Regions from separate parts of the Mus musculus genome. Here region 2 is linked to region 1. Evidence: chromatin contacts called from public HiChIP or PLAC-seq data. All regions are on one chromosome and are shown on one strand. Each heading gives the region's core, a stretch centred on a gene start, on an enhancer-like site or on the middle of the called end of the contact. The rest is flanking DNA. Distances are from core to core; before and after follow the strand shown.

Region 1 (6,529 bases), core at 2,647-5,146:
GAGATGGCCCAGTGGTTACAGAACCTGCCCTTCAAGCTCAAGGACCTGTGTTTGGATCCCCAGGAACCCAGATGGGTGTGGTGGCTCACCCATAACTCAGAAGGTAGACACAGGGGATCCTAAGTGAGTTTAACAATATCAGCAAGCTATGGGCTTATTCTCAAAGAATAAGATAGAAGAGCTATTGAAGATGATTCCATACATCAACCTGAGTCACATACATGGGAACCCATGTACATACATGCCAAGAAAAAAAAAAACATTTATCTATGAAAAACGGGAAAGAAAAAAAATCAAATAGAGATCGGTGTGAGTGAGAAAAAGGGAGAGAGAAAAGAGATCAACCTGTCCTTCTCCTAGGTTTGTGTCAGACCTCAGGCCCAGGGTTTGGCATGTTGCCCAGGAATGTCCCAAAGCCCCCTGTGGGTATGGGGTGAAACAGAGACCCCAATCTTTCTTGAATCTGTGCTCATGGAAGTGGCCCAATCCTGTTACCCTCTGGAGAAATCTGCTCCTTGTGCCTTAAACCTCAATACAGGGGCACTAGAAAGGGGTGTTAGGGGCCCTGGGCCTGAGCACAGCGTCCAGGAAGGTGGATGAAAACTGTGTGACTGGCCTCCCATCAGTGCAACCCTCCCCATTCAGGCCAGCCCCACCTCCCTCTTACCGTGGTCTTTGGTCGGGGACTGCCCATGTTCCTCTGCACCTCGTCAGCCACGTTCACCCGCAGGTAGGTGTTGGGAGTGTTAAGCCAGCGGGTCTTTTCCTTCTGCTGCTTCTGGGCGTGCTGGCGCAGGGCGGGGACTGGGACTCCATCCTCTTCAAACACAAAGGCAGTGACTGTGGCTGGGATCTCCACTTCACTTTTGTGTTTGGTTTTCTCTTGGACAAAGGGGTGGCGGTACGTATAGCCTGTTCTGTAGCCCTAAGAGGACAAAACAGAACCAGGTGCTGGAGAGGACAGAGGTCTACACCCAGACTTGTCAACCCCAAATATCCACCAGACAACTGAGCAGCCAGGCCTAGGTTACAGGGCTTTCAAGTTGAGATGGGCCTAGTCACTTAGGCTTGTCATCCCAATTGTTCAGGAAGCTGAGGCAGGAGCATGACAACTTCAAGGTCTGCCTGGGCTACAGAGCATGCACAAGGCTAACTGGGTAACTTAGTGAGCCTATGTCTCAAAGTGTGAACAAAAAGGCTGGGCAGTATAGCTCCTTGGTAGAATGCCTGCTTGGTACATGTGAAACTTTGAGTTTAATTCTCAGCACACAAAAGTTTAAAAAAATAATGAGGTCTGCTCAATGCTCATGATTTTGATGAATTTGTAAGTAGTATTGCTTTTGATGATGATGATGTATAATTTTGCAGTGCTGGGGCCTAGCACATCATGCAATACCAGACAGTCTATACTGAGCTAAACTTCCAGTGTCCAATATGTTTTTAAAGTAGCTAACATTAAGATACAAACAACAGATTTAAAATCATAAGTGTGTGTGTCCTTATATACATGTGCATGTGTACACATGTGTATGTGTGCTTGCAAGTCTTAAAACTGGAAAGAGGACCATGATTGGGGGAGGAAGAGGTCTTAAAGGAGCAAGACACAGAGAGTGATGTATAATGCCATGTGAAAGCAGAAGTGGGGACTGAGAAGGGATGAGGGACAACTAGAGGGACAATGGGTGGGGCCAGTAGCCAGTTGGGAGGAATGAGAACTGTGTAGAAGGCTATACATGTGTGATATTGCCACGAGGAAACCCATGCTACCTTACACATTAGTTTAAAAAAAAAAAAAAACTCAAGTTACTTATGATAGTAACTTGAGTTGTATAGAGCTGGTGGAAGTGCTGGCTCATTCACAGCACCTTTCTCCAACATTCACAGTGAAGTCTGATCGGGTTAGAGCCCTCCTTTCTTTCTTCTCTGAAATTTTAAATAGAATTGTCTGCTTCTCTCAAAGCTCTGAAACAATTCCTATGGAAGCTAGCCGCAAAGGCCTGGTGCTTCGTTTGAAAACAATGACTCAGCACACAGAGCCAGGAGTCCCCTCTCACCACCAAAAGCACATCTCATTGCAAATCCATCCCATGGAGAGCATAGGCAGACGTGAGGATGTCTCAGCACTTAGCAGAGGGAGAAAAGGCAAGTACTGGAGAAAGTGCAGCTATTGTTCAAGTGAACACAAACTCAGAGGCCTTCACTAACTAAACCATGACAGAGGTGGTTCTTGTGCATCCCCAGTGCTTTCAGATGTCTGGCTATGGGGGCTCAGCTTCCATGGAGCGGTCTGAAGGACAGCACCAAGACACTCACTAAATTGTCCAGCATCCTCATGAGGGCTTCAAATTCATGCTCTCCCAGCCGGCTCTTCTGCATGGGCCCGAAGGTGCTGCCGGCCCACTGCACAGAGCCCACCTCGTGCGGCCGGTGTTTCTCTTGCTCCAAGAGGATGAGGTTCTCAGTGCCCCCAGCACTGGACAGAGCCGACACCTGCGGAGAATCAGCACACGGGTGTGTGGAGTCCTTGAAACTGCTGTGGTGTGCACCAGAGGTCAGTGGGGTCACAGAGAACTCAGGCTCCAGAAAGGCCTAGGGAACTAGAGGAAGATATCTGAACACTTGCGGAGCATTCATTGTCATGGAGCACAGCGTCAGTAACCCCTCTGTGGGCTCGGTTCCCGGAGAACCCAGAGAGGAAGAAATAACAAGTGTTAAAACCCTGGATGAGACAGCACAGAGGACCGAATGCTCATCATCCCAGATACAACACACCAGAGAAGAAAAATGGTACCTAGGATGTAGCACCCCAGAGAACTAAATGGTACCTAGGTCATAATGCCTCAGAGAAGAAGAGGGGGCAGTGCAGGTGGCTTCAGGCAGCACACTTAACAATTAGGACAGAGGTGTGTGTACAATGTGGGCAATTTAGATTAACCTTAAAAGCATCCACACATCTAACCTCCACTCCCAATTTGCATCCCTACCATTCAGATGTCCTGAGTCAGGTTTGGGTTTTTGGGGAGAAAGAGAGAGGTAGAGCTAAGCCACGTTGACACAGCAGTGTGCTCACACCCTCACATCCGAGAAGACTGATGTCTGCACACAAGCTCACTTATCAGAGCCATACTCTGATGATCTAATCTGCAGTGCCTGATGTTTCAGGATGGGTTGAGAGTTTGGGTTGTGGTTTTGGTGGTGTTTGTTTCAACCAGAGATAAAGGAATCCATTTAGTTTACCGACAGATGCAGGCATATGAGCTTTGAGCATTCTCCTGCACCAATAGACAGCCCTAACCCTGCTTAGTGGAGGTCAGCTCATCAGACTTCCTCAGGCGAGCCCCATCACCCTGGAACAGGAGGACACCACAACACTTCCCAGTGCCTTTATACTCAGGATATATGTATGCATGTCTTTAACTGTCCCCACTGTCCCTTGATGCCCTGGAGAGACAGTGCTAGGGTGTGTGTAAATGATAGGCCTGAGTGGGTACCAGGCTGGCTGGGTGTGTTACACCACCTCCTCACCCTGTGACTTTGGGTAGCTATTTAGCATCTTTGTGTTCAGTTTCCACATCCATCAAGTAAATATGGCAATGCTCTACCTTGTGAGGAATCTCTTAAGGTGATGGTAAGGCATCTATAATGTTCTGCAGCCTCAGGTGCAGCACATGGATGCTACTGCTAATTTAACACTCTGATAATGAAAGGCAGTCTCCCTGGGACTGTTTGTTAATGGAGAAGGAAGAAGGGAGAGAGCACCCACAGCCTTGCCCAAGCTGCCTCCTTCCATCTCTTCTTCCAGCAGTTTCCATGGCGATGGGTAGCAGATGGGGAAGAACTGCCTGTGCCTCCCATCTGCCTCTCAGTGAGGAATGACCCACTTTTTTCCAGAACTCTAAACCAATAGGCAAAGAATATACTGTGCTCAGGAGAGCAGAGCAGGCGCCTAGGCTTGGACCACAGACATGGCCACAGTCACATTCCCCTGTCCACCAAGGTCACTGAGGGAGGAATCAGGGCCCTTGGCGGACATGAAGCTTCAGAGCTGGCTACCAGAGTGCAATCCTGGCGGTAGCTGCAGGCCTTGACCCTGCGCTCACTGATGCCTTAGTCTTTGCTTCTGCTCCTCCATGTCTTCTAGTCCATCCCCTCCCTCTAGAAGCCTCTCCATCCATAAAACTGATGAGGAGACACTGGCCCTTTCCTGGGTTGGTTGCCAGAGGGACGTGGGAGAGCAAAGACACATCAAACTAGCCCTGAGCAGGTGACAGCAGCCAGGAGGCTGTTATGACCAGAACGAACAGCTCTGCCCTATGGCTACAGGTCAGGGGGTTAAACTGCCCAGGGGCCACTTCTGAGGTCTGAAATGGGAGAAGACGTTTCACTGTGTAGGGGACACAGCAGTGACTCTCCATTTGTGCAGAGTGCTGAGATAGCTCTGGAGAGAAGAGCTTTTCCTGTGTGCTATTTTCTCAGGGAAGCTTCTGGAAAGGCGTGTTAGGGAACCCTTTTCAGTTCAGTATGAGGAAAGGCAGAGAGAGTCTTCCCTTGATCATGAAGGCTCAGCCAGTTCTGATGCCAGTCAGTAGCCAGATCGGTCAGAATTCTTAGTTGAGGGAGAAGGTACCACATCAGAGACATGACCTGGATCCAGGCCTCAGAGTCTAATTCTGAACACTGCTGTTTCTTGGGCGCCTCACCCACTCCATTCCACGTAACATTTATTCATCTCCAGACTTACAATCGTCTCTGCAGCACTCCACTGTAAGGGTACCACAGGGCTCTCCCACCTCCCTCATGTGGCAGGGCTGAGCTGACCACAAGTGACACTGAGGGAGGGAGCGACCCTTCCTTCAGTGCTGTTCTGCCTGGCCCGCCAGAGTGAGGCAGGAGGGCACCACGTGGGACTTACAGAGAGCTGGCTTGTCCTAGAACCGCAGCCTCTGTAGTGTCACCACCTCTCCTAGCCTGGAGAGGCCATTCCTCCCAGTCAGCTTTGACCCATGCCAACATGGAGACAATCGGCTTGTAGAGGGCACATCTCTGCCTCAAAGGTACACAGCCAGGGCTGGTCATGAATCTATCCAAGGCTGGATGAGCACACCCCTTATCCCACCAACTCGGACACCACATTGTACATGCTCTTGGCTGACCCTCACCACAGAGCTGCCTGTAAACCAGCATTCCTGGAGCTTCATGGGCTCCAAGGTCATTGACCTTCCCCAACTAACTGTCCCTTCCCAGTGAGGGGATTGAGATATGAGCTGGCTCCCTATATACCTTTAAAGGGTAGCTTGGCTGTTCGGGTTGCCATGACAACACTGACTGGCTCACTGTCGCTCCTCTTTCCATGCCTGCCCATGTACAGCCTGCTCTCATTCCATCCCATTCCTTGGCGAAACGAGAGCACCCTTTCTCTGTGTCCCCTAGTACAGCTTGGTGCAACAGCCACATCAGATGACCAGGTGTGGCTTCTATGTGCCTGGTGATGGTTTCCCCCATCCTGATCTCAGGTCCCCTAGATTTGAGTAGTGCCAATTAGATGTTGTGATGGTCTTTCCAGAGTACAGATCCCATTGTAAGCAGGAAACGGCAGGAGTGTAAGGAAAGCAGTGACAGGCAGGGTGATAAAGCAGTTTAGGAGGTCAGGACCTTACAGTTCCCAGGACCCCCATCAAAGCCAGCTCCTAAGCTCATTTCCCAGGGCACCTCACATACCTGTACCTCACACGCAGCCTGCAGATGGAAGACCTTGTAGAAAGCTTCCTCCACGGTGTCACCCAGGGCGACCATGCCATGGTTTCTTAGCACCAGAATCTGTGGAGGAGGAAAGAACCAGTCAAACCCGGCTTTGAAATCCCCCACCCCCCATCCACCAGCCAGCCAAGATGGATCCGTGGAGCAAGGTACCAGCCACCAAGTCTGAAAACCTAAGTTCACTCCCTGGAATCCATATGGTAGAAGGAGAGAGATGATTCCTGCAGATTGTCCTCTAAACTCAATATGAGCCATGGCAGCCTAAACTAACTCCCCTACCCAGGAACACAAACTAAGTGAATAAAGTAAAAAAAAAAGCTTTACTCCTAAGAGACTTTCATCTTACTAAGACCAAGTCCGTATACCAGCCTGGAGCCCCTCCACAAGCTTACTGCTCTTCCTCTAACCAACAACCCCACTGCTAACCTAAGGCTGGTTGGAGTCCAGTGCTCCCAACTGCAGAAGACAGAAAAGGCATTTTAAACCGATTAAGTGCAGCTTGAGTGACTGTTTTGGGCAATGCTTTGGTGGCTTAGAGAACTCAGAAGTCTGAAGAGGCTGTTGAGTGTTAGGTGAGCACACTCATTTGATGCTGAGTTAAGGGCTTGGATCTCAAAGGTAGCCTCTGCCAGTAAATTAGTTGACTTTGGTAACATCCAAGAGGATGCACTCTGAGAGGTGGCCCTGCAGAAACAGGCAGCCGTATTATCTTCTCTTTGGACCTCTGGGTTGTGCTCCACAGACTTGGCTCCGACATCCTCAGATTACCTCA
Region 2 (6,990 bases), core at 276-2,775, 260 kb before region 1:
CTTCAGATCACTTATGACTGGAATTACAGATAACTGTGAGCCACCATTTAGGTGGGTACTAGGAACTGAATCTCTGGAAAAGCAGCTAGTACTCTTAAATGCTGAGTCATCTCTACAGCCCCAAATTAATATACATTTTAAGGAATTTTATACAACACAACATAGATTGTATTTGGTACATCAAAAAGGCATAAAGGTGCTTGGTTAGAAACCCCCTTGGTAACTTTCTTTTATATTACTGTTTCTGTGGCAAATATAGCACAACTTAACAGCACACCCAGGGCTTCTTCCAGAATATCAACCCTCACGGACACCAGGGCTCCCACCAGTGTTGACAGGACCTAAGGCAGAACGAGTGTTTCTCATCCCCTGCCAAGGAGCTGCTGTTCAAGGACTTGGGAGCTGTGAGGCATTCCTGACCTGGAACCTTTCCAGCTCGCTGGTGACCAGAGCCTGGGCTTGAGCCAGAGGCGCATGGCAGCGCTCGATGCATTGGTGCACCTGCTGCATAGATGCTTGGGTGTCTTCACAGCAGTTGGCGCTGCACCGGAACATGAGGCCCTGGGGAGCGAAGACAGAGCCTGGTGAGACTGGAAAGACTCTGAGGACAGCTCTCGAAGGACAAGGCCTTGGAGGCCATGCTTCTCTACCTGTTTTGTTTTATTTTTCCCGCCGTATCATCAGGACTTCGTAAGACTGGGACGGTTACCAGGCCTAACATTTGTAGGATGGGGATATATGTTCTTGGGAGCGCGCTTGCTAGTTCTAAGAAAGCCTTGCGTTCCATTCCGCACAGCACAAAGCCAGGGTGGTGGCCCATGCCTGTAATCCTCGCACTCCAAAGGTGAAGGCAGGAAGATCGGGGGTTGGAAGTCAACCTGGGTTAAAAGAGACCCTGTGTGCTGCTATGAGCTCACTGATAAGATAATGTACCCAAGACTGAACCGGAAGAAACCACGTTCTGAAAATCAGTTTTTGTATTTCTGTAGCAGAGTTCAGAGGTCGGCCTGGCTAGTCAACGCCCCACAAGGCGATCGAAACAGTAGAGGGTGATTAAGGGGTGAAGTTAAGCGAGGCCAGTAGGGTGAGGGAGACGGGGCCCACGCTCACGGGCGTTCAGGGTTCGTGGCATCTAAATCAGCGCAGGACGGCCCGAAGGGATTTCGGTCTGGTGGTTCTCCTGGGCCGGTCCCTCCGAGCCTCGCGCCAGATCACCTCAGGGGCGGCCGAACGCTCGTCACCGAGGCCAGGTGGGAGGAAACCGCCCCACGCGAGGCCCGGAGCTCGAACGTCACCGCGCCACCCCCGCCCGAGTTTCCAATCCCGTTTGGGCGCCGGACCGCGCCGCTACCTGCATCTTCCGGATGTTCTCTCTCTCCACACTTTTCACCATGGCGTCCACAGCCTCCTGCACTCGGAGTTGCTGCACCTCCGCCATGGCGACCCTGAGCTCAGCCGCGCCGGCGCCCGCGTGTGCACCCGCTGCGCCCCGCCCCCTGCGCCCGTGCGGGCTTCTCAAGCCACTGAGTCCCACCCTCCGGCTTCGCCCCGCCCTCGGCTGCGCCCCGCCCCTAGCTAGTGAGTCCCGCCCCTTTGCGCTGAGCCCGACCCCCCACCGAGTCACCGCACAGTCTTCCGAGTACCTCGCCCTGGCCCCTGGCCATTGCGCCCTTGTCCTCAGTAAGCGTTCCCGTTCCCGCATCCTCATCGCCCCCTGGCGTCTAGGTTAAGCAACTTCAGGCAGGAGACAGCGGGCGCGCCGCTGGTTCTTCCGTGGAGCCAGGCTTTTGGTGGCCAAAGATCTCTTCGTCGTCTGACTTCTTTTCTTCCTCTCTTTCTCTCTCTCCCTCTGTCAATCCCAATTTTAAAAAAGCGAATGTAATTAGCAGCTCTTGTACAGCTCGATCAGATTTTATTATTGCTATCTTTGTCTTGGTTTCTTTTTGTTGCCGAACAGAATTTCATTAAATGTACATACCACAATTTGCTTTGTCAATTCCCCAGCTGGTGAACATTTATGCCGAGTTACTAGTTACTGCGAGTAAAGGGTACGGTATTCTAGATTGTCTCAAGAGTAGTGTGGGGGTATGGAGGGGCTGTAGATAGCGAGACCGTTGAGTAAGGGCGAGCTGTTTCTGAATGGATTGGTTCTGTCAGCCATGTGCTCTCGTGTTCCCATTTCTACTGTCTTATGCAGTCATCTCTGAAACACAAGTGGTCCCTTCTTCCCATGGGCCGATGCAGAGGGGAGCATCATTAGGTTAGGAAGAGGGCTACTAAAGGCTGCGTTAGAAGAGCTTGGGCTATAAGTGGTCCCATAGAGATAAGGGAAAGTTCGAGTGTTTCGGGAAATCTCTCTCGGCGAGCTAGCATTGAATTTTTGTATTGAACTAGAAGGCCCTTGCCTGGCACTCTGGAGAAGGAAAAGAATGACAGGCAGGTACGGGAAGCTTCAGAGGGCAAAACAGAAAAAAAAGGTTGAAGCTTTGTGGAATAGCCTGGAACGAAAAAAAAAAGACTAGCGTGTGAAGAGTGCTTGAGATTTTAGGCACTTGCTGTGATTCGCCACTAGATGGCAGGCTAGCTCTGTTTTGAGGGTAGGAAAAGCCACACAACCCATTGTCCTTTGAGAAAAGCTGTGTTCCTCCATGGCTGGGCTTTCCCTCTCTCAGATACCAGGGTTGGGGATAAAATGTGTCCACTACTTGAAGCCGGACTTACAGGGATCTTCCAGGAGCAGCTGGAGCCAGGGCGATGGCAGTGGTCACCCAACAGACCAGGTGCTTTGCAAGTACTTTGAATGGGGTCTGAAGCGGACCCTTCAGTGTCCATTTTTCTCTCACTGTGCACAAAGTCAAAGCAAAGGGAGGGGAAGACTCTGGAATATTTAAATCCTAGCAGGGCAAGATGGCTGCCTCAGCCGCGAAGACACCAGACTGTGGCAAGACTCTTGAGACTCACTTCATGATTCCAGATTCCATAGAAAATTCTTTCTAATAAAGGCACAGTTTAACACTTCTCACTTTCTCCTTTATTTCTAATGTGTATCATGGTAGTTTCAGCAGCTGCTTCTACAGTAATGCTGTTAGTCACACTGAGATCTGGTGGGAAGCCTTTGGTAAGACAACTTTGTTAGTTTCAGTATGGCAAGACGAGTGGTTCTTTGATGTTTATGGAAAGTGACTCCTGACATGTGAGGAACCTGCCCCTGTAAGACAGTGGTCACTCTTTAAAGACTGGATCTAACGGCTTGAAGACAACAGGCCATGCCTCTCTGCAGCTCTCTGTAGGACCAAGAGTTAAGAAGCTAGCTATCTGTGCCGTGCTCTTAGAGTATTCCCTGATTACAGGTCCTAACCTATACCTGGCTCCTCCGAGCTCTTTGCCATGGACGCTGTGTTGAACCAAATCACAGGTGTGAAATGTTCCTTAAAATTGACATAAAAGTCTCATATGTCCTTCATTCCTGGGATGTCTCTGAAGAGACTCCTTGACCCCACCCATTCCTCTCATGACAGCTGTCCTCTTCTCTCCTCTGATTCTCTTCTAAAATATGTTTATTTTTATTTTATGTGTATGTGTGTGCCTGATTATATGTGTGTGCATCACATGCATGCAGGGGCCCATGGAGGCCAGAAGAGAACGTCAGACCCTCTGGAACTTGAATTACTGGTGTTTGTGAGCTATCATGTGAGTGCTGAGAATTGAACCTGGGTCCTATGCAAGAGTAGATAATGATCTTAACCACTAAGCCATCTCTCCAGCTTCATCTTATTCTCATGATAAAGCGCCTCTCTAATTTTAATTTTTTTATATTTTAGTATTTATTTATTTGCTTGAGACAGGGTTTCACTTTTTACTAGCCCTGGCTGTCCTGGAACTCACTATGTAGACCAAGCTGGCCTCACTCTCACAGAGATCCTTCCCTGCCTCTGCCTCTGCCTCTGCCTCTGCCTCTGCCTCTGCCTCTGCCTCTGCCTCTGCCTCTGCCTCTGCCTCTGCCTCTGCCTCTGCCTCTGCCTCTGCCTCTGCCTCTGCCTCCTGAGTGCTGGGACTGAAGGCATGTGATATCACCCTCCTGGTGCTCTCTGGGTTTTAAAGGGAAGCTTTCTCCTCTTCTTCTTGGGGTGGGTTATGTGGTCTCTACCCCAACCATATATCCAGTGACTGTATAGAAAATGGAAGAGGAGTGAGATTAGAATCAAATATTAAGACTTGAGCAAGACCTAGCTAGGGAAGGGAGGGGGTAATTGTCAACAGAACCTTAAGATAGGTTGAATACTCCAGGGAAAGGGCCTATATAACTTTGCAATCCTAAGAAGGTGACCAGACTTCAGAGGGTAATGATCATATGGTGCACTTTGTGATAGAGGGGCTTAGGCAGACCGAAAGCACTCCAAGACTCAGTGTGAGTGGCAGGAAGCCACACAGCAGCAGGAAGCAGTCAGTGTTTCTGATGCCTCTGTGAGAGGTCTCTGTAGTGCAACCAGTGCTGGAGTAGCTGAAGCAGAAAAGATCATGGTGGAGCAAAGGCCCTGGATTAGTACATAATGGTCAAATAACTGTTTTGTGAAAGAGTTTATTCCAGGTGTGTGTGTGTGTGTGTGTGTGTGTGTGTGTGTGTGTGTGTGAGAGAGAGAGAGAGAGAGAGAGAGAGAGAGAGAGAGAGAGAGGGGGAGAGAGAGAGAGAGCATGCATGCAGATATCTGGATCAAATGCCTTCAGGAGCCCTTGGATGCCAAAAGAGGGTTTGGATCACTTACAACTGGAGTCAGGGGCATTTGTGAGTTACTGTGTGGATTCTGGGAAGTAAACAGTGTCCTCTGCAAGAGTAAACAACCACCCTTTAAAAGTTATCTTTGAAATTAATTTTAAGTTTGTGTGCACGTGTATATGTGTGTGTGCTCCTGTGTGTGGCACCTGCAGAGGCCAGAAGAGGATGCTGGGTCCTCTGAAAGTGGTTGTAAGCTTCCTGGTGTTGGCAATGGGAACTGAAGTCAGTCCTCTGCGAAAGCAGTGTTCTGATCTGCTTAGCCATCTTTCCAGCTCCCGGATTGTGCTTTTTCACTATGTATTATGGCCAGGAGATTAATGAAGTCTGGAGCCGAGGAAACACAGTCTGCAGATTCCATCTTAGGCTGAGCATCAAACTGCTGTCTGTGTTCTCAGCCTCTAAGTATGCAGCCTCCACAGTGATGGTGCAGCCACCCTTCCTCCCTCTGTAAAGTGTGGACGGCATGATTAATTCCTAGGTGTGGCGGCGGCTTTGAGATGGTGTCTGTAAGAAACAAGGTAAACAGTTATTATTGCTGCTGGAAATGTTGTGTTTCTTTCTCTCACTCTCTTATTAGTGTGGCTGTCAGAGCAGACACAGCGATGGCCTGGATAACAGTGCATGGAGCGGGCTGTGACCAGCATGTACGTTCTAGTTTTGTTCCTGGGACAAAATACCTGAAAAGAGGTGAACTGAGGGGCTGGGGAGATGCTGGCTCGGCAGGCGAGAGCACTGGCTACCCTTGCACACGACCAAGGTTTGATTCCCAGCACCTGCACAAACATCTGAAACTCAGGTTGTAGAGGACCAGCATCCTCTTCTGGCCCTCTCCGGTACTGCATACACACAGGATGCAGACATACATGCAAGCACATTCATACACATGAAATAAAATGAATAAATCTTAAAGGATCAACTGAAGGGAGGGAAGGTTTGTTTTGTCCTCTAATAAAGTCTAATAAAGGAAGTGGGAGCCTAGAGAAAGACTCGGCAGCCAAGGGCATATCCTGTTCTTTCAGGGGACCCAGGTCCATTCCCAGCACCCACATGTGGCTCACAACTGTCTAGATCTCAGTTCCAGGCGATCTGACTACCTCTTCTAGCCTCTGCAGACTCAAGACCTGAGTCTGTCTGCTGTACTCTTGCCTGCTTCTCAGTGCAGCAAGGTCTGTTCGTGAAACTTTGGCGGAAGCCTTTGTTTCTGGGCTGACCTTAGGCTTTTCTCTGTCTGAGACTTGATTTCTTCACCCGTACGATGAACTGTTCATCCATCTCTGTGATTCCCATCAACTTTGTTCCCCAAGTGGCCTATCAAAGATGCTGAGACCCCCTTGAACCAAACGTGGAAGTGTTGGAGCGAAGGGGAGACTGCTTCTGAGGCTGTGAGAGTCAGCGACAGAGCCTATCAACTCAGAAGGGAGGGAAGCTTTCCTTGGCTCAGGGATTTGGTGGTTTCGGCTCAAGGCCAATCGCCTGCTACCTTTGGCCCCGTGGGAGGCAGCATACCATGGCAAAGTGTGCAGCTGGGAAGCTGAGAGGAGGGGCTGGAGTCCTTCAAGGACACTTCACTTCTTCCCACTGGGTTTCACCTCTTAAAGGTCCACCATCTCCGGGCAGCACCACAGACTAGGGGCCTTTGGTGGACATGGATCCAAACCTTAACAGGGTTCTCTGAAGACTGGATAGGTGTGGTAGGGTACTGTGGGACACAAAGGTCCTTGCTTCCCACAGATCACTAGGGAAACCACCAATGTTAAACACACAGGGACCTTGTCTCAACAGAGGAGATAAAATACCAATTTTCCTGCCCAGAAGGCTGGGCTTGGATCTTGTTAACAACCTGGTGACCCTTTGGCTCTCTGCAGAACCAGACCTCACCAGCCTTCTGCTGTAGAGGCAGACCTCACTCCAGTTCCCCAGAACGATTATCCCAGACTTTTCTTTCCCTGGACTGTTATCCATCCTTAGGGGAGATGTCACACGTATCTTTTAGCCTTGCTGACCTTTATGAGACCACATTAGATTCTAGGCCTTTAGCTGTAGAACCCACCCTTATGGTCACATGTACTTTGTAAATGAGTTTCTAAGTTGTCACACCTTAAGTAAGCTTTATGGTGCACCAGGATTAGAAAGATTGCTGCCTGGAAACCTCTTCCCAGATTGTACTGTGTTTTAACTATGCTGACAATGAACTGCCTGGCATTAGACTCCTTAAA

What was found. HiChIP or PLAC-seq counts read pairs in DNA pulled down with a chosen protein or histone mark.
Region 2: an H3K4me3 HiChIP or PLAC-seq map of forebrain shows a contact between it and region 1, with 5 times the contacts expected there. The contact joins the promoter of Fam136a here to the enhancer-like site in region 1. A contact is called at or near these places in 12 of 39 promoter capture datasets (the C10 cell line, the HPC-7 cell line, cranial neural crest and 6 more), 8 of 484 Hi-C or Micro-C datasets (B cells, the G1E-ER4 cell line, bone marrow-derived macrophages and 5 more), 26 of 115 datasets of contacts at active chromatin or transcription factors (the 230-238 cell line, acute myeloid leukemia, bone marrow-derived macrophages and 19 more) and 2 of 9 other capture datasets (adipose tissue and liver).

What each region holds. Positions count from the first base shown.
Region 1 is chr6:86,100,443-86,106,971 of GRCm38.p6, reverse strand. It overlaps Add2 (adducin 2 (beta)), which reads right to left. Exons shown (of 16, transcript NM_001271857.1): 9 at 5,719-5,817; 10 at 2,314-2,490; 11 at 668-925. Among named protein-coding and RNA genes, the nearest start is that of Add2, 75 kb to the right of the region's middle. Within about 2 kb of position 3,896, at least 47 of the 459 cell types and tissues checked have an H3K27ac peak or open chromatin away from gene starts, as enhancers often do. A contact at or near this core is called in the G1E-ER4 cell line, cerebral cortex, forebrain and 1 more, where this site is marked.
Region 2 is chr6:86,360,181-86,367,170 of GRCm38.p6, reverse strand. It overlaps Fam136a (family with sequence similarity 136, member A), which reads right to left and starts at 1,525. Exons shown (of 3, transcript NM_025591.3): 1 at 1,352-1,525; 2 at 421-561. The coding sequence starts at 1,438.